7 separate regions of the Mus musculus genome follow, and all the other regions are linked to region 1. A link is a contact called in public ChIA-PET, HiChIP or PLAC-seq and promoter capture Hi-C data. All regions are on one chromosome and are shown on one strand. The core of a region is the stretch at or near the end of the contact, and the rest is flanking DNA. Distances in the headings are between cores, read along the strand shown.

What was found. Promoter capture Hi-C pulls out the DNA fragments that hold promoters and counts their contacts. ChIA-PET counts read pairs in DNA pulled down with a chosen protein or histone mark. HiChIP or PLAC-seq counts read pairs in DNA pulled down with a chosen protein or histone mark.
Region 2: a promoter capture Hi-C map of erythroid cells shows a contact between it and region 1, with 3 times the contacts expected there. The contact joins the promoter of Phactr4 here to the promoter of Srsf4 in region 1. A contact is called at or near these places in 4 of 39 promoter capture datasets (3T3-L1-derived adipocytes, erythroid cells, hippocampal neurons and 1 more) and 1 of 115 datasets of contacts at active chromatin or transcription factors (large pre-B cells).
Region 3: a contact with region 1 is called in a promoter capture Hi-C map of erythroid cells, with 3 times the contacts expected there. The contact joins the promoter of Sesn2 here to the promoter of Srsf4 in region 1. A contact is called at or near these places in 5 of 39 promoter capture datasets (3T3-L1-derived adipocytes, the C10 cell line, erythroid cells and 2 more), 1 of 484 Hi-C or Micro-C datasets (cortical neurons), 3 of 115 datasets of contacts at active chromatin or transcription factors (large pre-B cells, memory CD8 T cells and pro-B cells) and 2 of 9 other capture datasets (liver and pancreatic islet).
Region 4: an H3K4me3 HiChIP or PLAC-seq map of stem cell-derived neural progenitor cells shows a contact between it and region 1, with 4 times the contacts expected there. The contact joins the enhancer-like site here to the promoter of Srsf4 in region 1. A contact is called at or near these places in 1 of 39 promoter capture datasets (cranial neural crest), 7 of 115 datasets of contacts at active chromatin or transcription factors (embryonic forebrain, embryonic limb bud, embryonic stem cells and 2 more) and 3 of 9 other capture datasets (adipose tissue, liver and pancreatic islet).
Region 5: an H3K4me3 HiChIP or PLAC-seq map of craniofacial prominence shows a contact between it and region 1, with 6 times the contacts expected there. The contact joins the promoter of Matn1 here to the promoter of Srsf4 in region 1. A contact is called at or near these places in 3 of 39 promoter capture datasets (cranial neural crest, embryonic stem cells and pre-B cells), 13 of 115 datasets of contacts at active chromatin or transcription factors (bone marrow-derived macrophages, craniofacial prominence, effector CD8 T cells and 9 more) and 2 of 9 other capture datasets (adipose tissue and liver).
Region 6: an RNA polymerase II ChIA-PET map of memory CD8 T cells shows a contact between it and region 1, with 7 read pairs. The contact joins the promoter of Med18 here to the promoter of Srsf4 in region 1. A contact is called at or near these places in 2 of 115 datasets of contacts at active chromatin or transcription factors (memory CD8 T cells and pro-B cells).
Region 7: a contact with region 1 is called in an H3K4me3 HiChIP or PLAC-seq map of embryonic limb bud, with 6 times the contacts expected there. The contact joins the enhancer-like site here to the promoter of Srsf4 in region 1. A contact is called at or near these places in 1 of 39 promoter capture datasets (hippocampal neurons), 6 of 115 datasets of contacts at active chromatin or transcription factors (astrocytes, embryonic limb bud, embryonic stem cells and 3 more) and 2 of 9 other capture datasets (adipose tissue and liver).

What each region holds. Positions count from the first base shown.
Region 1 is chr4:131,872,193-131,875,193 of GRCm38.p6, forward strand. It overlaps Srsf4 (serine and arginine-rich splicing factor 4), which reads left to right and starts at 1,447. Exons shown (of 6, transcript NM_020587.2): 1 at 1,447-1,678. The coding sequence starts at 1,572.
Region 2 is chr4:132,420,645-132,423,832 of GRCm38.p6, forward strand. It overlaps Phactr4 (phosphatase and actin regulator 4), which reads right to left and starts at 1,802. Exons shown (of 13, transcript NM_001161797.1): 1 at 1,701-1,802.
Region 3 is chr4:132,509,018-132,511,827 of GRCm38.p6, forward strand. It overlaps Sesn2 (sestrin 2), which reads right to left and starts at 1,439. Exons shown (of 10, transcript NM_144907.1): 1 at 1,047-1,439. The coding sequence starts at 1,136.
Region 4 is chr4:131,242,801-131,245,650 of GRCm38.p6, forward strand. No RefSeq gene overlaps it. Among named protein-coding and RNA genes, the nearest start is that of Gm25261, 4.9 kb to the left of the region's middle. Within about 2 kb of position 1,376, at least 56 of the 459 cell types and tissues checked have an H3K27ac peak or open chromatin away from gene starts, as enhancers often do. A contact at or near this core is called in embryonic forebrain, forebrain and stem cell-derived neural progenitor cells, where this site is marked.
Region 5 is chr4:130,943,099-130,945,977 of GRCm38.p6, forward strand. Matn1 (matrilin 1, cartilage matrix protein) reads left to right here and starts at 1,287. Exons shown (of 8, transcript NM_010769.2): 1 at 1,287-1,431; 2 at 2,731-2,879. The coding sequence starts at 1,326.
Region 6 is chr4:132,462,578-132,465,503 of GRCm38.p6, forward strand. Med18 (mediator complex subunit 18) reads right to left here and starts at 1,344. Exons shown (of 3, transcript NM_026039.3): 1 at 1,197-1,344; 2 at 288-431. The coding sequence starts at 360.
Region 7 is chr4:130,877,224-130,880,241 of GRCm38.p6, forward strand. No RefSeq gene overlaps it. Among named protein-coding and RNA genes, the nearest start is that of Gm35294, 7.7 kb to the left of the region's middle. Within about 2 kb of position 1,503, at least 59 of the 459 cell types and tissues checked have an H3K27ac peak or open chromatin away from gene starts, as enhancers often do. A contact at or near this core is called in embryonic limb bud, forebrain and hippocampal neurons, where this site is marked.

The DNA of each region.
Region 1 (3,001 bases), core at 197-2,696:
AGTCAGGGCTATACAGAGAAACCCTGTCTCAAAAAAAAAAAAAAAAAAAAAAAAAAAAATCAGGTGTGATGCACACCTGCAATTGACAATCACAGTTCTTAGAAAGGCTTTTACAGGTTAGTCAAAGGCCATTAGACATAGAAAGTTCTTGTCTTAAAAAAGAAAAGCCAAGTGCTGTATGGTAAATTAACTTCTAAAGGAATACTTAAGAAACTGCCTCTAGAAAGGAAAGCAGAAGATGCAGAAGAGAAAACTTTACCCAGCACATCAGTTAAAGTGGAAATGCAGTAAAGAGACTAAACCCCTCAGTGATTCCTGGGCAAAGCTGAAAAGGAACCTTTCATTACTGAGCACCCACATGCCCCAGCACAGTTCATTACATTTGGTTATTTTGGCAATACACTGGACATCTATAGATTATAATCTTGCAGGTTAGAAATTTTTTCTGAGCTGGCAGAGATGGGGTACACCTTTAACTCTAGCACTTGGGAAGCAGGCAGGTTTGAAGCCAGCCTGGTCCACAGAGGGAGTTCCGGGACAGCCGGGGATATACAGAAAAACCCTTTCTCAAAATGAATAAACAAAAAAAGAAAATAGTAATTTTCTGTCGTGCTTAATCTAACTACAAGGCACTAAACTGAACGGACATAGTTTGGCACATGCTTTTAATCCCAGCCAATAGGCAGACAGGCAAAGTTTCAGGCCAGCCTGGTCTACAGGGCTATTTCTAGGACAGTCAGAACTTTTTTGTTTAAGGATTTATTTTATGTGTATGAGTACAGTGTAGCTGTTTTTAGACAGACACCCTAGAAGAGGGCATCCGATTCCCATTACAGATGGTTGTGAGCCACCATGTGGTTGCTGGCAATTGAACTCAGGACCTCTGGCAGTCAGTGCTTTAAAAAATAAAAATTAAATCTGAGATGTAACTCAGAGATAGGGCACTTGTTAACATCCGTATGGCCCTGAGTTCGATCCACAACACCGCAAAATAATACCGAACCAATTATTGGAACACTTTTACATACCTAGTATCGACACTGTAGAGACAACCCTGAAAGTACAAGGAAGATAAAAGAGACTCAAAGATCCGAGAGAAAGGAAAATGGGCCCAAGGTCATGGATCCACTAACTTCCCACAGGGACGTTTACCGAAAACCACCCCAAAACAGAAAGTCTACCAGAGCAAAGGACAAAGGCGGGAACACCCGCTCGGCGCGCACCCGCGCAGGCACTTCCGGGGGAAGTGCCGCTGCCACGGCGAGCTCGCGAGAGGACGTGCTGCAGCTGTCGCTCACTCGGCCAGGTCCCGCCCCGCGCCGGCGCGCCTCCAGTAAAGCCCCGCCCCCGCCCCTGACCAGGCGGGAAGCGGGCGCGCGCTCCCTCCCGTTCCCCTCCGCCGGGGGGGGGGGGGTAGGGAGACGGGGGCGCGCGTTCTCGAGCTGCGTGCTCGCGTACGTCGCCGGGCTTCGGCTGCGTCCGTCCCGCCGCCCGCCCGTTACCGCCGCCGCCGCGTTTTCCCTTCGCCGGCCGCCGCCTGAGGGGGGCCGGGGCCAGCTGCCGCCGCCGGAATGCCGCGGGTGTACATCGGCCGCCTGAGCTACCAGGCCCGGGAGCGCGATGTGGAGCGCTTCTTTAAGGGCTACGGGAAGATCCTGGAGGTGGATCTGAAGAACGGGTGAGGAGGGCGGCGGAGGGGCCGGCCGGGGGGCTGACAGGGCCGCGGCTGTGGCTAGGAGGCCGCGGGGACGCGAGCGCGGCGCTCGCTGGGCGCTAAGCCGCCGCCGGCCTCCTCCGCTCCGCCATGGCGGCGGTGCCTCGGGGGCGCGGGTAGGCCCGGCTCCCACTGCGCCTGCGCGGGCGGGGGTGGTGGCGGGATAATGGGGACGGAGGCCCGGGTTAGACTGGGGCTCCGGGCGCCGGGGAGGCCTGGGTTTCCGTCGCTGGACTATGGGTCCGAGGCGGCCCTTTCCCGCTCTGGGGCTGCCAGGAGCAGATGAGGGTTCCGGCCCTCTTCTCCCCGTTCCCCAGCCTGACCGGCCAGAGGCTTCCCGGCGTGTGTTTCTGAGGACTGGAGCTCTGGCTTTTTCGCGTGCCACACTTTGGGCGGGAGACACTAGTTTTTGTAGTGCAGTGACAGTTTCGAAAGTACTGGCTTGCCGCGCTTCAAGCCTTGACCGCTCCCTTTCCGAGAGTAAATTAAAGTCCTAGCTCGTTATCTTGGGGAGTCCTTACAGAGTTTTCCACGTTGTGGTTTCGGCTCTCCAACTTGCCGGAAAATGATTGCTGTCGTAGGATTTTTTGAGTGGGTAAGGGCCATCCTGGCCAGGTCTGCGTCGGCTGCTGGTGCAAGTGGAGACACATCTCCAAATTGCCTACTTAACAGCTTTCCCCGTACAATCTGGGCTTGTATTTCTAATCTGCTTTGGCGAAGCAAGGCTAGCAGGGACTACCAGGTTCGGGGAAAACGGGTGAGTTGTCATGCCTAGAGATTGTACGAGCATCTTTTGCTTGGGAGCTGAGAATTATTAGGTAGGACTTGAAAGGCATTAAGCACCGGAACGGCGTCGGAAGCACTAAACCTTGGGTGTTAGGGGAACCCTTGGTTTTTGCTGTGTTTATTTCTTGCCTGTTTTGTTTTTTTCGACTTTGTGTTTGGTCCAATGAGACCAGTAGTAATTGACATTTGAGAAGACATACACTTTAGTATGAATGGCAAATGAACCAGCAGGTTCTCAAAGCTGTCTAGATTTCGAATAATTGACACTTAAAAGACTCTCCTTGCTGAGAACAAGACTTCGATAAAATGTTTATGAATCCTGGATTCGATTCACAAAGACAATTTCTCATTTTTGTTCTTACAGAGCGAACCAGCTGGCATGAGAGTATTGTTTTTGTGATATTTAACCTTACATGTGAGAGATTAACCGACCCCCCTTACCCCCTCCCTTTTGTAGGGGAAAAACAAGGGGTTTGGAAGACAGATAAGTCTGAGTCAAAC
Region 2 (3,188 bases), core at 552-3,051, 550 kb after region 1:
TTCCCAGCACAACAAAAAAACAGAAAAAAAAAAAATTGTGGGCTAGCAAAATGACTCAGATGGTAAAGGCTCTTGCCGTGCGTGCCTGGCCATCTGAGCTCTGTTCCAGGAACCCACATGAAAGTAGGAGAACCAACTCCACAGAGTTCTCTAAAGCCACCGCTGTACTGTCCCCACTTCCCACCCTCCCAGACACATTCAAGAAACTTTCTTTTTTTGAGACAAGGTCTCAATAGATCATGTCTACAATAGGTCTACATAGACCTAGCTGGTCTTGAATTCATGCTCCCCCTCCTGCCATAGCCGCAAGAGTATTGGGGTTACAGGGATGTGCCACTCCAACTAGGATAGACAACTGACAGCCTGTATTAAAGATCTACCACCTTGATACATTAACACAACCTAAGAGTCTCAAAGTCATTTCCATTATGAAATGTCAGAATAATGAAGGCTTTGCCTACATGTCTAGGGTGGAAATTTCGTCTCAAAACACCTTTCCTGACTCAAAGGAGTCCCAACTGTCTTCACTCAAGGAATTTGAAATACTAATCGATTTTTCAAAGGATCTCTACCTTGGCCTTTATAAAAGCTTTACCCCTATGCTAAGTCTCAAGATTCGTTCTTCGACGGAACATACAGTTACCACTATCTAACCAAACTGGATCAAATCCACACAATTCATCGGTGTCCAGTAAATACATATTTTATCGCCTTTTTTTTTTCAACCTTTTTTTTTTTAATGCTTTCTAGAATCTACTGGGTATCTAGGTTTTTCTACAAAGCAGGTGCTTTCAGTGAGCTGAGTTTTTCTTTGTGGAGTTGTTGTTTAAAAAAAGAGAAAGGGATGTATTCTGGAGAGTCGAGGAGCAGCGTGGGAAAATGAAGTGCCGAAGACTGCAGGCAATGAATGATGTCCTGGTAATCACTCTGCTCCAATTTTCAGGTTTCCGAGGCAATGATTCGCTTGAGTTCTTTGCGGCCGCCGCCGCACCCCCCCCCCCCCCCCACACACACACACACTCCACAATCACCCAACCCCTCCATCCCAGCTGCCACACGTATCGCAGCAAATTTCCACTCTTTCTCGGTTTCCGGGATTGAGGCTCCAAGTCTCACTTCTTTTTCTTAGACTCCATCCACTGGAGGAGAAAAGCGCCTTAGCGCCTTGAGTTTTGATCCCTAGCTACCGGAGGCTGACATTTAAGAAAGAAGTTGGACAATAACTTCCAGGTTTCCACTGAAACTATGCCAGACTCCTAAGTCTCTTCTCTGCTCAGCCAGGATGCAGAGGTCTGAGGGAGGTCACTTTTGAAAGATGGACTTTGACCCGATCCAGTTACAGTAACCAGATCCCCAGGGCGCAGTCCCCAGCAGGACGTGCGGGCTCCCCTGGAGACCGCGACTCCGTGCACTGCCACAAAAGGGGGAAAAGCGGCGCAGACAAAAGGGCCCCGCGGAGGCTGGGGGGCGGAGAGCGCGAGTGTGCGCCGGCCGGCCACAGGCGGGGACACCGCCGCGGGACCGTTGTGGGAGGGCCGAGGAGGGAGGAGGCTACCGCCCGCCACGCCCTGGCTGCACTGACCGCCGCGGGCGCCGTTAACCCCCCACCCAGGCTCGGCCCGCGACCCCTAGTCGAGCCGAGCCTGCCGCTGCTGCGCGCGCGCGGGAGGTGCTCACTTTCCCAAGTTTGGGGAACTTACCCAAGTCGCCGCTGCCTCCTCGGGTTCCCCAGCACTTTCTCCCGGAAATCCTACCTGGTCTCTGGCCGCCTGGCTCCAGCCAGAGCCTTCGGCCCCAGGGGAGGGGGGGCGGAGGGAGCGGGCCGGACAGTGAGGAGGGTAGGAAGTGCCGCCGCGGAGCCTCACGGGACTTGTAGTCCACTGCAGTGGCCAGCGGTGTGGCGAGCGGGACAAAATGGCGGGAACTGCCGGCCCTCCGCTGCGAGGCGCCTGACCCCTACTCTGCCGATCTGGGCATGCGCCGCCAGAGTCCGGTGCACTGCATATAAACGGATTTGGGCACCTTGCCCAGTTCTGAGCAAGGGGAAGGTCTCGGGACTTGGGAGGACACGTTCGGGAACAGACTCTCCCGGCGATGCCCAAGAAAGGATGTGTGTGTTGTGCTCTACAAAAGAAGTCCAGTTTGTTTCAAACTATTGATAACCAGTTTTAAGTGCAAAAAACTTACAAACAAGTTACCCGCGGTGTTTTGTGAAAGTACAGAACCCAGCCTATTAAGCGCAGACATTCTACACCCCCCCCCTCCCAACTAAATTTTTTTCCCACTAACGATTACCTAGTAGAAGCCACCATCTGTTTCTAAGTGGCACTCATTCCAACCTCCAGGGCTATATCACCCTCCAGACCCCCTTCTTGCCACTGCTGGAGGATCTTTTTAAATGCCAAACCCATGGGTTACACCCATCTTAGACGGAAAAGTATACATACGATACATACAGAGGGAAACATAGAAAAACTTATACCTTTCAAATACGCAATCTATAACATTAAAAATATCAATACGCCGGGCAGTGGTGGTGCATGCCTTTAATCCCAGCATTTGGGAGGCAGAGACAGGTGGATTTCTGAGTTCGAGGCCAGCCTGGTCTACAAAGTGAGTTCCAGGACAGCCAGGGCTATATAGAGAAACCCTGTCTCAAAAAACCAAAAAAAAAAAAAAAAAAAAAAAGCAATAAATTACAACCCAGTTGTGGTGTCACACACCAGTATTCCTAAATGCTCTGGAGACAAGGGTTGGATTATTGCTGAGTTCAAAATCAGTTTGATCTACAAAGTTCCAGGCCAAGCCAACCAGAATTACATAGTGAGACCCTGTCTCAAAACAAACAAACCCAACAAAAACCAATGCAGGCCAGCCAGCTGCTGTCTGGTAATATAATAATAACAACAGTGACAACGACGATGACAACAACAACAATAATAATAATGGCTGGAGAGATGGCTCAGTGGTTAAGAACTTGCTGTTCTTTAAAGGGGCTGAGTTCTGTTCCCAGCACTATATATCAGGTAGCTCACAACTCTAACTACAGCTCCAAGGGTTGTGAACCTCTGGCTATGTGAGCACTTGCACTCATGTGCACATACTGCATGCAAATACTCACCTACACACAACTGGAATTAATAAAAAATAAATATTTAAAAAGTAACAATGTAGGCTGGTGAGATGGC
Region 3 (2,810 bases), core at 189-2,688, 640 kb after region 1:
ACTGTACCTATTTCCAGCCCCGGCAATAGACCTTCCACACTGCTCTAGGCTTAGAAAATCAAAAAGGATCAGTATCTTCTGCAGTGCCAAGCATTCTCCAAAATCCTAGTCACACACAGTCCAGAGAATGAGGGCTAGGCCTCTCTCTGTCCCTTTCGGGCCTCAATTTTCTCATTCTGTAAAATGGGGTTAAAATACGTTTTGTATTTGCTGTCTTTGTCAGACAAAACCTATATCCTGGCATCTAGTAGGTGCTCCATACACGACATAGACTATGTCCACTATCGAGACTGCTGGGAGGGAGACGGGGGCTTTATACTGGCATTATACCTTGTCTCCCTGTGAAGTCTCTCTACGCTCTGAGGAGACAGCAAAACAAACTTTGAGGACCCCAGAACAATTTAATAGGAAGCAATCTATCAAGGGACCAAGGGTTATCCGCTTTCTCCCCTAGCTCTCTCAGGCTGCCGCCGCCGAGGATCAGGCCGCCAGCCAGACCCATAAAGCACTCGGACCAGTCTCCAGATCGGGGGTGCAGGTAAGGACTGAAAAAGGGAATCGACCTTCCCTGGTCAGTCCCAGGTGGTTTACTCCCTTCGCTGAGCGACAGGACCAGAAACCGATCCTAGAAAGAGCTCCCAGCCCGCCTGCCCCCACCGAGAGGAAGGGATTCTGCGGAAGGGGGCGGGGAGGAGGAGTGGTCGGGTCTCTCCGGCCGGGATTTGCCTGGACTTGAAGACGCTCGCTTTAGCAGAGAACAAACCCAAAGAGCCACGAGAAGGCGTCCCCTCTCATTGGCCAGGAGTCCGAAGGAGCCAGGGAGGGCTCCGCATCCCCCTCCCTCCCAGGGTGGTAGTGGGGAGGGTAAAGAGAGAGAGGGCAGTGGGGAGGGGAAGGGAGAGCGGAGGCTGCAGTTGATGCAACCCTAGCCCTAGCTTACGTGCTCTCAGACCCTAAGCCCGGGGGGAGCGCACCAGACTTAGACCGGGTCTGCCCGAAGCTCGGCGGTGGCTGGAGGAGAGCGGGTTCGCCCGGCTGTTGCTTACCTCTCGGGTCTCGGGGCCGGCCACACCACCCCTGGTGAACGGCAGGTAGCCCTTGATCTCGGAATGGCACTCGGAGTCCGCTACGATCATGGTGTACGCCAGGACCCGGCCGCGGCTCGTCCGCGCCTGGGACACCCGAGGGGTCTAGGTCGGGCGCGCACAGGAGGCCGGGACTAGGGGTCGCCGGGGAAGCTCGAGATCCCCGGGCTGTCTCTCGGGATTAGGAGAACCGGCGCTACGGCGATAGACACTCCTTTCAGCCCAGCTTGGAAAACTGCGGCCGGCCTCGGAGGCCTGAGATTGGCCGCGGCGCAGAGGTTTTCACGGCCCGGAGTGCCTCGGAAGTCCGCAGTGGCCAGCGCTGCTCGGGAAGCCGGCGCTCCTCACCATCCCCACCACGGAACTGCCAGCGCTCGCCCGGCTCTGTCAGCCCGCTGCGGTCCCTGGGGGAGGGCGGGGACACAAAAGTCCCACGGCGCAGCCAATCAGATGCCTGTTTCTCGGGGAGGCGGAGCCGACACCTCCCTCCGGAGCCAACCTTCCGTCCAATCAGCATCGACAAGCGCCTGGGAACTCTGGGAGCTGTAGTTGGCCTCGCACAGATGCTGCAAACTTTTGCATGAAGGCGTTAGTCAGGTCTCTGGCAATACCAGATGAGAGTGACAGCCCAAGGAGTCATTAGGGCTGCGTGATGAAACGGGACTTCACGGGGCTGGGCCAGACAGCCAGGTGTGAAATCCCTTCTGAGTAAGTTCTTCAGCTTTCCAGTTCCTGGAGGGACTGGTTAGGTCTGCAGAGAGTTCTAACCACACACATCCAGTTCTTCTAATTATAGATCAAAACCCACAAATTTGAAGCCAAGAGCCACCACCCTGTCCCCTCAGGCCCTGAGGGATCTGCACCTTCAGAAACACTAAACCAAGGAAATCACCTTATTTGTGGAGTCTCTGGAAAAGCCCTCACTGAAATACCCTTGACAATCTCAAATTTAATCTCAATCCTCATTGCTACAATTTCCCCTCTTCTGTCCTGCCTTGGGTGCCTTCACACCGCCTTCCACCCTCCAGGCACTCATGGAAACTTTGTAACTTAGGTGTTTGGCTTGATCTATTTCTCACTTCTCCCTCTGGCCACTCCTCTCTGACTCCTCTTTTTCCATCCACTCCCTAAACGTGGGTGCTCTCCTAGTTTCTGTTTTTAGCCCTCTTTTTCTCTAGACATTCACTCTCATGACTTCCCTACACTCACCTCTTCCATCCAGATCTCAGCACTTTACCCTTGATTCACCCATTCACTTCTACTCATCTCCTTCGCGGTTTTTCTTCAGGCCTCTCCCGTTTCAAGTTTCTCTTTATTCTGGTTAAGGAGTCCTAGACAGAGCTGGAGCTGATTAATCCTCTCAGTTCCTGCCTGAAATAGTCTTGAGTTTAGGCTTATGATACCAAAGGTGATCTCCTGACTTGGTCTAATGCCTTCTGTAGGGAAGGGAGTTCACCTGCATGCTCCTTAGAGCCCTAAACTCGGGCTGGACCTTTCTCTCTGTGTTTTAATACTTTCCATACTGTAACTTGTGTTGTCATATTCTGTGTATTTGTCTTATCTGAAAGTTTTTATTATAAACTTGTTGAGGGCAGTGTCTACATTTAGACTTTTTTTTTTTCTTTCTACCTTATGCCACCTGGCACAACGTGCTTCTAATAATATACCCTTGGCCACTGAATATCCCTTTGGGTTAATTCTTTTCTAAACAACTCTATATCAGAT
Region 4 (2,850 bases), core at 126-2,625, 630 kb before region 1:
TTAAACATGGATGCTCTCGCTTTGTTGATTTGCTGGGAATGGGGGAGGGTAGGACAAAGACAGACAAACCAATGTCTCACCTTTCACTCTCTGGATCCAGAGCATGCTGTGCTGGTCATGCTTGCCCATTACAGCTGGTATAGTCCATGGCCGGCCAAACACCTGCAAGACTTGAGGTCCTCTTGCCTTAGGATACAGCCCACCCTGCTCAGGGCCAGTTGAGGGCGGTCATACACTGCACCCCAGGATACTGACAACCTCTCAGTGTTCCCTTTTGCATGGGACACTCATGGTTCTAGGATGTTTTCTACTGACTGGGGTCTATGCCTTTCTGTCCAGCGCTAATGTAAAAAGAAAGCTCTTATCTGTCTACCTGGAGGGATGCTCAAATGTTACTTCCTGCCAGTGTCTCCTCTGGCCCCATCCTGAAGCTCACAGCCTGGACCTGAGCATCCCCAAGGCAAGTTCATCCACTATTAAACTATCATAATTGGGTGTGGGGGCAAGTGCTGTAGCGTGTCCTGTGGTGCTCAGAGGACGACTTGTAGAGTCAGCTCTCTCCTTCCACCTTAAGGTGGGGTCCAAAGATGAAACTCAGGTTGCCAGGTTTGCATAGCAAGTGCCTTTGCCTGATGAGCCATTTCACCAGCTCCTTCCTGGTGTCCTTGGTTTTCATCCCAGAGAAACCCTCTCTGTCCCTACAGCACACAATGATCACTGTCCATGCCGGCCGGCCTCAGGAGAGTCCTAATGATGTCACCCTGCATGGCTCCCTCCCTAACACCGTTCCTCCCATGATGGCCTTGATTACATCCGGTATCTATCTCTTTCTTCCTCCCAGCCCAGCACACTGGCTCCTGGTGACTGAGACCTATTTGTCATTAGCTGTTTCTCCAGGTCTGCACATAGCAGGGCTCAGTGAGACTCTTTGGAGTGAATGAGGGTGAAGGCAGATGCTTCCAGCATCCCAAACTCTTTCCTTAGAATGTTCTGGACTTGTTTTCTGCCCCCGGGTACCATCACTTCCTGTCCTCTGTTCAGGAGGCTTTCTCCACAGCAGAAGACCAGAGGCAGCTGCCCTCCCCCCAGCCCTCCCTCCCTCCCTCCCAGTGACATTTTCTGGCTCCTTCCTGAGCTCCTAATAACAGCCACATTTTAGAGGTTGGAGGAGACTAGACAACTGGGTAAATCGCAGTTTTTTAAAAATGGGCCAAACATGGATTTACACAATAGCCTGTGACAAACGTGTCTTCAGGGGACGAGCTGGCAGCAAACATCCATTTTTCCAAAGGGCGTCACAGCCCTGGGAGAAATAATGAGGCCTGTTTAAGAGTCTGATCACTCCCCAGTGCTGACAGGCTGGGGAGCGAGAACTGCCTGCCTGTGCTTCTGTGCGCCCTGCAGTTCTATTCTTGGGCCCAGATAAGCATCCTGCTCCCAGGGGTGGCCTGGCTTGTCCAGCTTCTCTCCTCCTGCCTCCTGCCTCCCTCCTGCCCATACATTAGCTTAGGGAGTGTAGGGGACTAGAAGCTCCTGGGAGCCTAAGGCCCCAGGCGTTCCAGATAACCAACGAACCCTTTTGTTTTCCTGCCCCTGTGCTGGAGCCTGTAGCAGAGGGCCAGTGGAGCTACTAGCCATTACTTTGAGTCTTTGTGCACATCTAGGGTTTTTTTTTTTTTTTTTTTTTTTTTTTAGTTCCTTTCTTCTCTCCACCTGACTCTGGGTCCATTTTCTCTGCCTCTGTCATGGACTAGAAGAGAATGTGAGCCCTGTGCAGGCACCCGAGTATCCATCCTCCTGAGATGGTTTATCCCATTGTCAAATTGGCTAGCTTAGGAGTCACACCTCCACCCCACTTCCACCCGTATCTATGAGGGCATTTCCAGAGAGGTTAATTAAGGAGAGACGACTTATTCTGAAGTTGAGCTACAGCATCCTGTGGGGTGGGGTCCTACAGTGAATAAAAAAAAAATGTGGAGCCTGAGAAAGAGAGGTGCATTGTGGGCCAAAGACACTAACACCGGCTCCCTTGAGGAAGCCCAGTTGTTTGAATGACAAACTGGAAGAACAGGACATCCAGGAGGGAGGGACAGCCACAGTTCACTGGGCTCAGACCTGCAGCCTTTAGGTTGGAATTCTCCAGAAGGTTGTCCAGGTATTCTGGGGCAGCCCTCTCTGCCTCAGGCAGATCTGCCTTCAGGGACAAGGGAGGACGGCTCCTTGATAGGAGTGGGGAATGGGAAGGAGCAGAAGTGCCTGGGGCTCCTGCTCACTAGGTTTTGAGGCCCAGGTAAGCTGGAGGCACATCTGCAATGAGGGGACCAGGACTTCCCTTGCAGCCCTGATAAAGTCATTAGACTACAGCCCACTCAGGGATCAACCCTGCTGGCCACCAGTCATCAGCCCAGGACTGTAGGGCCATGCCTGAGAGTCTCCTGTTGAATAGGATTCTGGGAAAGAAAAGCTCTTCTCTCTTCTATGACCCCCACAAAGGTCGCCATCAGTTCAGTGTTGGGACCCCAGGATGATTGGGAGAGTCAAATGTCCACCTCGATGGAGCCACACCCCATCTCTACTACTACTACGTAGCTCAGCTCCTACACATGGATTTCTGGCTGTGAAGAGGGTGTTTCCAACAACTGAGGAGAGTTGGAGACTTGGGATCTCAGTGGACTGTCATTGCCCCACCCCGTCAACACTCCTTCCCATGCAGTAGGGACGGACCACGGACACTTCAGTAGGCTCCTACTCTGGTGAGCTGCACCTGGCTGATGGGAAAGGTGTCTTGTACTGAGTTGATGAGGAAGGGGTGCGTCTTGCTGGCTGTGGCAGCAGGGCTGGCATCCTTCT
Region 5 (2,879 bases), core at 37-2,536, 930 kb before region 1:
AGGCCAGAATGGCAAAAACAGCTATGTAGCACAATTTGGGAGAAAGGATATTTGCTGCAATTTCTGGGACCATACAGCCACTCTGGAGAAGAGAGACCTCTGAATAGTGAAAGGAGGGGTCAGCAGCATGGAGGTTTCTTCTGGGTCTGCAGAGATGCAGAGGGCTGGGAACTGGGGACTGATGGAACCCAAATGGGAGAAGACAAAGAGAAGTTTGTCTCTAACATAGCTACAAAAGGGAAAATGCCTTGACTCTGCCCTTGAACCGGCTGTGTGACTTCAGGCTAACCTCTCTGGGCTTCCACTTTGGCATATGGAAAGTGGGCTGATTGATAGACTCCATCTCTCTGCTTGCCTCACAGGTATGTGGGGTGTGAAGGATGATGCTATGGTTGCTAAAGATATCACTGTGGACTAGATCAGCTATGCCTGAGGAGTGCACAGGGTCTTTCCTTGTAACAGTGGCAATCCCCTGCCTCATCTTCCTTCTCCGGTCTTCTTGCTGCCTCCCCATGTAATCTCACAAGACTCGCTTGCTTCGCTGTGAGGATTAACAAAGATAGTTCAGGAAATTCCTCAGGCCCTGTCCCTAGCTCTGTGAGCCAGCACTGACACCGTCTCTCCTCCCAGAAGAGGGATGAGGCACAGAGAGGCGCAGCAAGCTGCCCAAGGTCACACAGGTACATGATCTGCCTCTCATATCTGCCCCTAGTCAGTCCCTCTCCGAGCTCCCCATTCTCTCACACACTAAGCACAGCCACACTACTTGGTTGCTACCAAGATCTGGGAGAATCGTTCTGGGGTGGAGCTAGTAAAAGGAAAACACTGGATGGTCGGCTCTGCTCGTGCAAAGGCCCCGTGGTTTTTGGAGAGAATCGGTGCAGCTGGAGAAGGTGTGTGTGTGTGTGTGTGTGTGTGTGTGTGTGTGTGTGTGTGCACGTGGTTAGGAAGCATATTTAGCGAGAAACCTGGGCTTGGAATTCCGGGTGGGGAGGACTTGGGTGTGGGAAGAGGGGCAGTGCAGGGCTCAAGTATCCCTGAGCTGTAGGTCCAAGTCAGCACGGGCTCTGGCCAGAGGAGCCGCCCCCACCCACCTGAGATTTCCTGAATTCCAGCTGTGGCTCGAGTTCCTTCTGCAGGCAAAGGGGCCCTTGTGGTCAGCTGCCTCTACCCTCCCTTTCAGACACACACCTCCATTCAGACTGGCCCCGCCTTTGGGGGTTGGGGCAAGGGTGCTGTCCCCTGCCCAGTGGTTGATAAGGCAATCTCCCCCTCTGGTCCCCTCCAGTGTGCCGCTGCCGCTGTCTGTCTGAGTTGCTGCAACCATGAAGGTCACCTCTGGTCCAGCCTTTGCTCTCTGTAGCCTGCTGCTCCTGCTGCTGCTGCTGCTACAGGTCCCTGATAGCCTCAGTCTTGTCCCCCAGCCCAGAGGTAAGGGGACCATGGATGCTGGGGACATTGGATCTGTGACCCTTGACAAATGGCCTGGGGGGGCTGAGCACAGAGACAGATGGAGGCTAAATGGGAATCAGGGTTTGGAGGGTGTCGGCTCAGGGAGGGCAGTGGAGATAATGGTATTAGTGAAGGCCACCAGGACAGGTGATCCTCAGGGCCACCATGCTGCAGGGACCAGAAGCCCCCACAAGAGCCAGCCGGAGTCAGGAGCGGCACCAGGCCCAGGGCTCTGTGAGCGCAGCGCAGGAGACCAGGTGTCTGGTCAGTTTCCACAGCCCTTTCCAGGGCTGGGCTCTGGCAGCCCCGAGATGCTCAGCAACTGAGGTGGAGAAGGAGGACCTGTCTCAGTCTGTGCCATGAGATAGCCCCAGAGCCACAAGGGGTCAGGTTCAGAGTCGTGGATATGGTCAACTCTGCCTTTGGATCCCACTTCTCCATTTGGAGGCTGAGCAGGCAGGAAACATCTGTCACCGTAGATACAGAACACGTTTAAGGTCTCCCGAGAAACTCAGATGCCAGGGCTTTGAGGCACATCTTTCCTTTTCTGATCCTTTGTGCCCAACAGGGAATGGACTTGTTCCTATGTGGCATGGGCTGGGCAGGGCAGCCTGTCCCAGAGCCCAGCTCTGCTATAGGAAGGGACATCCACCCTCAGCTTAGTCTCCCTTTGTATGAATGGGAAATGAGGTTCAAAACTGTGCTACCCCCTGCCCTGGGCCACAGAGCAGCCAAGCCAGGGTCTGAGCCCAGGCCTGTCCCATCCATTGCTGGCGCCTCCCAGTCACTGGTGCTGCCTTGCTGGAGATCTGGAGGAACGTTGTTTCTAGGGTCAGGGTGTCTTGGGGCCCACTTGGCAAAACAAGGGTGACAATGTGGCATCAGGAATTTCTGCTTCTTTCCTGTCCCGGGAGGGAAGTGACTTCAAATTTGCTGATGAAGAGACAGTGGGTAGGTACCCTGATGGCCCTTAAGGAAGTGCCAGCCTTAGTTCCTCAGTGTACCCCTGGCTAACATTCTGCCAGCAAGTCAGGCTAGTCTCTACATGCCTTTGTTTGTTCTTAGAGGTTCCTGCAAAGAGGTGCAGAGAAGAAGTATGTGGTCTAAGACCAGAGGGGTCTTCCGCCTTCCTCCCCACGGGCTGAGCCGAATGCCCGAGACTATACACTGAGCTGAGACCTAAATCACTGAGACCCACCCTCGGCTGTCTGGAGCCCAAGGCAAAACTCTTCTGATATCTGCCCTTACTCTCTATCTCCCTGCACTGCCCCCTCCTAGGGCACCTCTGCCGGACACGACCCACGGACCTGGTGTTTGTTGTCGATAGCTCTCGAAGTGTGAGACCCGTGGAGTTTGAGAAGGTGAAGGTATTCCTGTCTCAGGTCATTGAGTCACTGGATGTGGGGCCCAATGCCACGAGGGTGGGC
Region 6 (2,926 bases), core at 94-2,593, 590 kb after region 1:
GAAAGAAAGAAAGAAAGAAAGAGCAAGGGAGGGAGGGAGAGAGAGAGGGAGAGAGGGAGAGAGAGAGAGAGAACAGACAATAGGACAATAGTGGTAAATATCTATAATCCCAGGCCCCTGCAGCCAGAAGGGTCTACAGAGTGAGTTTCTGGCCATTGAGCCATCTTCCCACCCACCCTCTTTTAAACACAGTTACAGGAACCCTACAGTTGCCTATAAGTCATCTCAACTTGCTCTAGCCAGAAAAAACTGAAAACTTGGTAACACAAGCTCCTTGGCTGACTTACCCTGCAGGAGGTACTCCATCATGTTAATGGTGCCCCCAGTGACGGGCATCATGGTGACTGGAGGCGCCTCCATGATGCCTCTAATTAGGTTCAAGACAACAGAACTGCAAACAGATCTTCCAACCGGAGAAGCACAGGATCCACCTGGAAAAGTCACACTTGTCCATACCCTGTTTGCTGCGGCAGTGGCCTTGAAACCAAAGCTCATTCAGTCTTAACTTTGCACATCTGCTTATACAGCCGGTTCCAAGAACGGGTGACTCGGGAATAAGAGGGGTTCTAGCTCCGGAGATACGGAATAGCCATCTAGTATCAAGTTCTGAACCTTATAAACGTTTTTCTATGTAATCTCGAGGCAGCTATGTAACCTCTTGTTCCGAAACCTACTGTCTCGTTTAAAATAAGACCAAGGGTGTTTAACCCCACAGCCCTCGTCTCCCCCACCCACTACCTGGCTCGAAAGAAACCGACATTCATATTCAAAAATGGTAACTACACTGGGCTACACTGAGAGGCCTCGTTTCCAAACATAAAGAAATAAAAACCGGCTGTGTTGGGGGGAACATCTGTAATCTCAATACTTGGGGACAGAGTTAGAAGGACGGCTGCAGCTTCGGGCTAGACTGGTCTATATAGCAAATCCCGGCCAATTAGGGCATCACAGTGAGACTGTCTCAAAGAAAAAACAAAAGAAAAGATCCGAGGGAGACCTAAGGACCTTGTCCACCCTTCACTCTATGCGGAGGCCATGCAGACTCAGGGAAAGGCCCCAGGGCACACGAGCGATGTAACTAGAACTGGTTCTGCCTTTATGAGAACGCCTCTGCAAATGAGCCAGGCGGGAAATATGAAGTTAGAGTGACTGTCCCGGTCCTCCCACGCGGGCAGCCGGGACACGTGTGCACTTACACTAGCAACACGTCTCCGTCCGCGCTACAGATCCTTGTAAAGCTGGAATTAAATCCACGCGTGCACACCCGCAATCCGCACCCCCAAATGCCGCCAGCGCAGAGCCAGAGAAACCGCCAAACTCTCCCTTCAGCACTTCCGGTAGGAAGCTGAGGGACAGGAAACTTCTCCGCTACCGCCCCGAAAAGTAAGGGTGCCGAGAGGGCAAGGAACGCGCCCGCCTTCTGGCACCGGTGTGCAAGAGCGCACGCGCAAGGTTCGGGGCTGCTGTTGCTTTGGGGTCCTAGTCTAGAGTGGTACCGTGGAAGGTGACTGTCATAGGACAGCTCTAGGATACGTTTTTTTTTTTTTTTTTTTTTTTTTCAGCTTCGACGACCTGGATGTTTTGATCAGATCTCATAAAGCCGATTGGATACCATATTTAAATTTTGAACTCAGCCACTGGGGGGAGCGAGGAAGGAGAGTCACATTGAAAAAGAAGGGAGGCGGAGGTGGCGGGGCTGGCAGTGAAAGAGATGTAAAATGAATAAGTTAAAAATTAAATTAAAGAAAAAGAAAAGGAAGGGGTATGTTGTAAATCGGAAACGCTAACCACAGCGTTGTGTATTTATATATAGACCTCAGCAGGAACAATATTTTGTGTGCTTTCAAGGGTCTGGAGAAACAGCTCAGTGCTAGAGCCTTGTCTGACATGTGCAAGGCCATAAGTTTAATACAAAACAACAGCAAACTTGTTCAATTTACAGTGCATACCATAACTTTAAATACATGGGACCAGGCACAGTTCAAATCTGAGAACCTTGGGAAGCTGTGGTAAGGATCTCTCCAGCAGAGCCATTCAACGCTTAAACAATATTGTGAGGTTTTTAATAAATAAATAAATAAATAAATAAATAAATAAGTTAATTAATAAGGGCTAGAGAGATGGCTGAGCAGTTAATAGCCCCTGCTGCTCTCTCAGAGGTCCCAAACTCCCACATAGTGGCTAACAACCATTTATAATTTCCTTTCCAGGGGCTCTATTACCTTGTCTGACTACATCAGTCACTGCATCCGTGTGGTAGACATGCATACACACTTGCAAAAACACTCATAACACAAAATATAAATAAATAACTAGGGGCTGGGAAGATGGCTAAGCAGTTTAGAGCACTTGCTGTTATTCAGAGGACCTGGGTTCAGCCCTAACACCCATATCATGTGACTCACAACCACCTGCCACTCTAGTTCCAAGGGATCTGACACCCTCATCTGGCATCCATGCTAAAGGACATACATGGTACACATATATCTAGGCACACATATACATTAGATAGATAGATAGATAGATAGATAGATAGATAGATAGATAAGGATTTTAAATTCAACAAGTACTTATTGAACTCTGTACATATGCCAAACACATAAGGGACATAGAGTGAGGCACCCTTAATCTTTCAGGACCCCTCCCTCCTTAACATTTCCCCAAAGGTCACTACCTCAGGCAAGGGTACCTGGTTCCCAGTCAGTCTGGGCAGCTTGTATCAGCTCAGGGCTCCACCTTGCTGTCACATGAAATCAGCTTGCTTCTCTGCCACTTTGTTCTTCTTTCTGCCACCTCCTCCCATGGCTTGACAGTTTAATCTCTAATACATCTTTCTTTGTAATCATGGAATGGTCTAGTTCAGTATATATCAACATAATCACTTATGACATTCAGACAACAACAAGAAGTTGAGTATTTAAGATTA
Region 7 (3,018 bases), core at 253-2,752, 990 kb before region 1:
AGGAGAGGGTTTCTGTTAGTCACGGCTTGTATTAAGACAAAGATCTGAGGATAAGTTATTTCTGGGGAGAGGAGGAATCCCTTTTATTCAGCAAAGCTGCCTTCTGGTGCCTGGGGCTGTGGCCTTGACTCTGTTGGGAGCCTGTCAGGTCAGCAGCTTTTGCGGGTGAACCTAGCTGAGGTTCAGCCCAGAGAGCCTCTTCAGAACATACTAAATTGGTGGTCCTTACCCTTCCCAATGCTGCTGCCCTTTAAAACAGTTCTTCCTGTTGTGGACCCCCAACCATAAAATTATTTCATTGCTCCTCCATGACTGTAATCTTGCTAGTGTTATGAATAGTAATGTACACATGGCTGGAATCTCAGCCTTTGCAAATGTGTGCTTCTGGGTTTGAATTCTGCTTTGCGGCCTGATGGCTGAGTGGCACTGGGCAACAGTTTAATTTCTTAGGACCTCCTGCAAGTGGGAACAGGGGGCTTCTTAGCAGGTCTGTGGGAGGTCTCTCTCTCTCTGTCTCTCTGTCTCTCTGTCTGTCTGTCTCTCTCTCTGTTACACACACACACACACACACACACACACACACACACACACGAGTGCCTTACCAGCATTCACTTATGGGACTTGGGTTAGGTTAAGAATTAGGCCAGAACACTTCCAGCCAAGCACCAGGACTTTGCCACATTTCTCCACTTCTTGGGGTCACCCAGAGACTCATAGGTGGGGCCTGGTGCATAGCTAAATGAAGGGGGAAGGCGACTGGATTTGGAACCCTGCTGCACCTACCCATACATAGCCTGCAACCTTGGGCCCCCTTAAAATCCTAGTTTCCCCTTCTGTACTTTGGGTAATACCACCAAGCCCAACAGACCTAAAAGAGTCAAGTCAGATCATGAGGTGGCCGGTCCTTAGACTCAACGAGTGCTGTATATTTTTCAAATTGCACTGAGCTTGCTGGCTAAGCCTATTTTTCCAACTACTAGGGTGGCCAAGCTGGGATGATCCTAAGTTCAAAGCTTGCCTGAGCTTTAAGTAAGACCCTGTCTCAAAATAAAACAATGTAAAAAAGGGAGGCCTGAGGCTATAACTCAGTGTTAGAATGCTTGCCTGGCCATTAAAAAAAAAAAATTGTCTTCTCCCGGGATGTCTGCATTGAATTATTTGTTTCTGAACGGTGTGGGTGGCTGGTAGCTGGGTTTCTCTACCCATCAGTCACTCATCCACCCAGGCATTTCTCCCCGTAGAGGAGCAGGCTGGCATCGAAAAGGCATGGAGTTCTGGGTAAGGCAGCTAGTGAAGAATGTGCAGGAGAGGCCCGACCAGAAGTGAGCCGGTTCGCTCCGTTTGCAGCCTGACAGGGCTCCAGTGTATGCGAAGGTGTAGAAGCCTGCTCTGTGCGTGGCGCGAGGGGCGGGGGGGCGGGGAGCTGTGTCTTAATGGGAGGCTGCTGGAGGAAGGGTTGTTTCCAGCCGCCTCCTGAACCCACTGCTGGCTCTCTGGCAAATGAAACATGCCCGCCCCCTGCTGGACATCAGGCTAACCTCACGTTTGTATTCAAAGACGGCAAGGGAAATGACATATCCGGAAAGGTGGATTTAACAATGGCTCTAGGAAGCTCTGTGTGGGTCTGGGGACTTGTACAGGGCAGGAATTTGCAGCTGTGACTCCGTGACTGAGCCCTGGCAGTGCCTGGGGAGGGGGAACCTCTCCTCTGGGAGAATCCTGGCAGCTAGCCCCAGCTTGCAGGAGGCAGGGTCGGATAGGAGGCTGTAGAGAGCAGAGGGGGTTTCAAATTCCCAGCCCCTTGCCTCATCTGGCAGGCTTGGTTCTGGGATTTCCTGTTTTGTCCCAGATCAGCCCCAGGGGGTAACATGATAGCCATGAAAAAGAACTCAAAAATATATTCACTAGTCTCTCTCTGTGTGTGTGTGTGTATGTATGTGTATAGTGCATGTGTCCATGTGTGTGTGTGTCTGTGTCTTGACATCCATCAGCAGCTGCCCTGGGCTGGTGACATCACTTAGCTAACACTTTGTTGTTCCTTTAAAGCAGTGACCCTGCCCCCACATCCCCAGATTGCCACTGTGAACTTGTTCTGCCTTCCCCAGCATCAGGTTGTGGTAGAGGTGGAGTGGGGCCACAAAACGCAGGTCAATGGTTGGAAGGAGAGGTGGGTGGACTCAGACAGAGTTCCCTAAGGCTGGAGCAGGACAGTGGAAAAGCTGTTTGGTGAGGGGCAGGTTACCTGAGCCTTTAGCTAAGGGGGGTGGCACCCCTCAGTGTCCCGAGGACCCTGGTAGGCCACAGCTGTGTGATGCTGGGCACTTGTGGCTCTTGTCAGTCTGACCTCCTCTTTCCCTCTGTCTTTCTTCCTGGCTGAGCTACAGTGCACAGGCATGTGCATGTGCACATGTGTGCATAGGCACCCAGCTCCACGTGCTCTGCATGTTCATGCCTGCAAGCTAGAAGCCAGGATTGCTAGAGACAGGGACCCGGTTGGCTTGACTCTCCCAGAAAGGGGTTTATCAGCACTGGAAATTGACATGGGGGCTTTGCTCTTCTTGTATCCTCTTCTCGCTCTGGCCATGCTGGCCTTAGGTGGCCTTCCATGTTCAAAAGTCACCAGACTTCTCCCTGTGGTGGAGGCTCCTTCCTGTGATCGTGCCTTCTCTGCTTGGAATATCTCATCCAGGTGCTGATAGGTGGGAACCTGCTGTGTGATGTCATCTTCCAGGGGCTCCTCCCCTGGTTACTTCCACTAATGCCTCCAGGTCCTGGCTAACTCGCCGATGTAGCCCTCTTCCTGGGCCTGCTCCTTTTAGAATCCTACCTCTCTCTCAGACTAAGCTCTGGAGTGGAGACTTCATCTCTTGTATTCCCTACTGTGCCTCTGGGACTACAACAGTAGTTGTAGTGCACACAATAGGCTGTCAATAGCTATGTGTAGGCTTGGCAGAGGCTTCTGCTATGGGACAGTTTGAGGTTAGACCATTCTAACTTGAACTTGGGTTGGAATCCCAA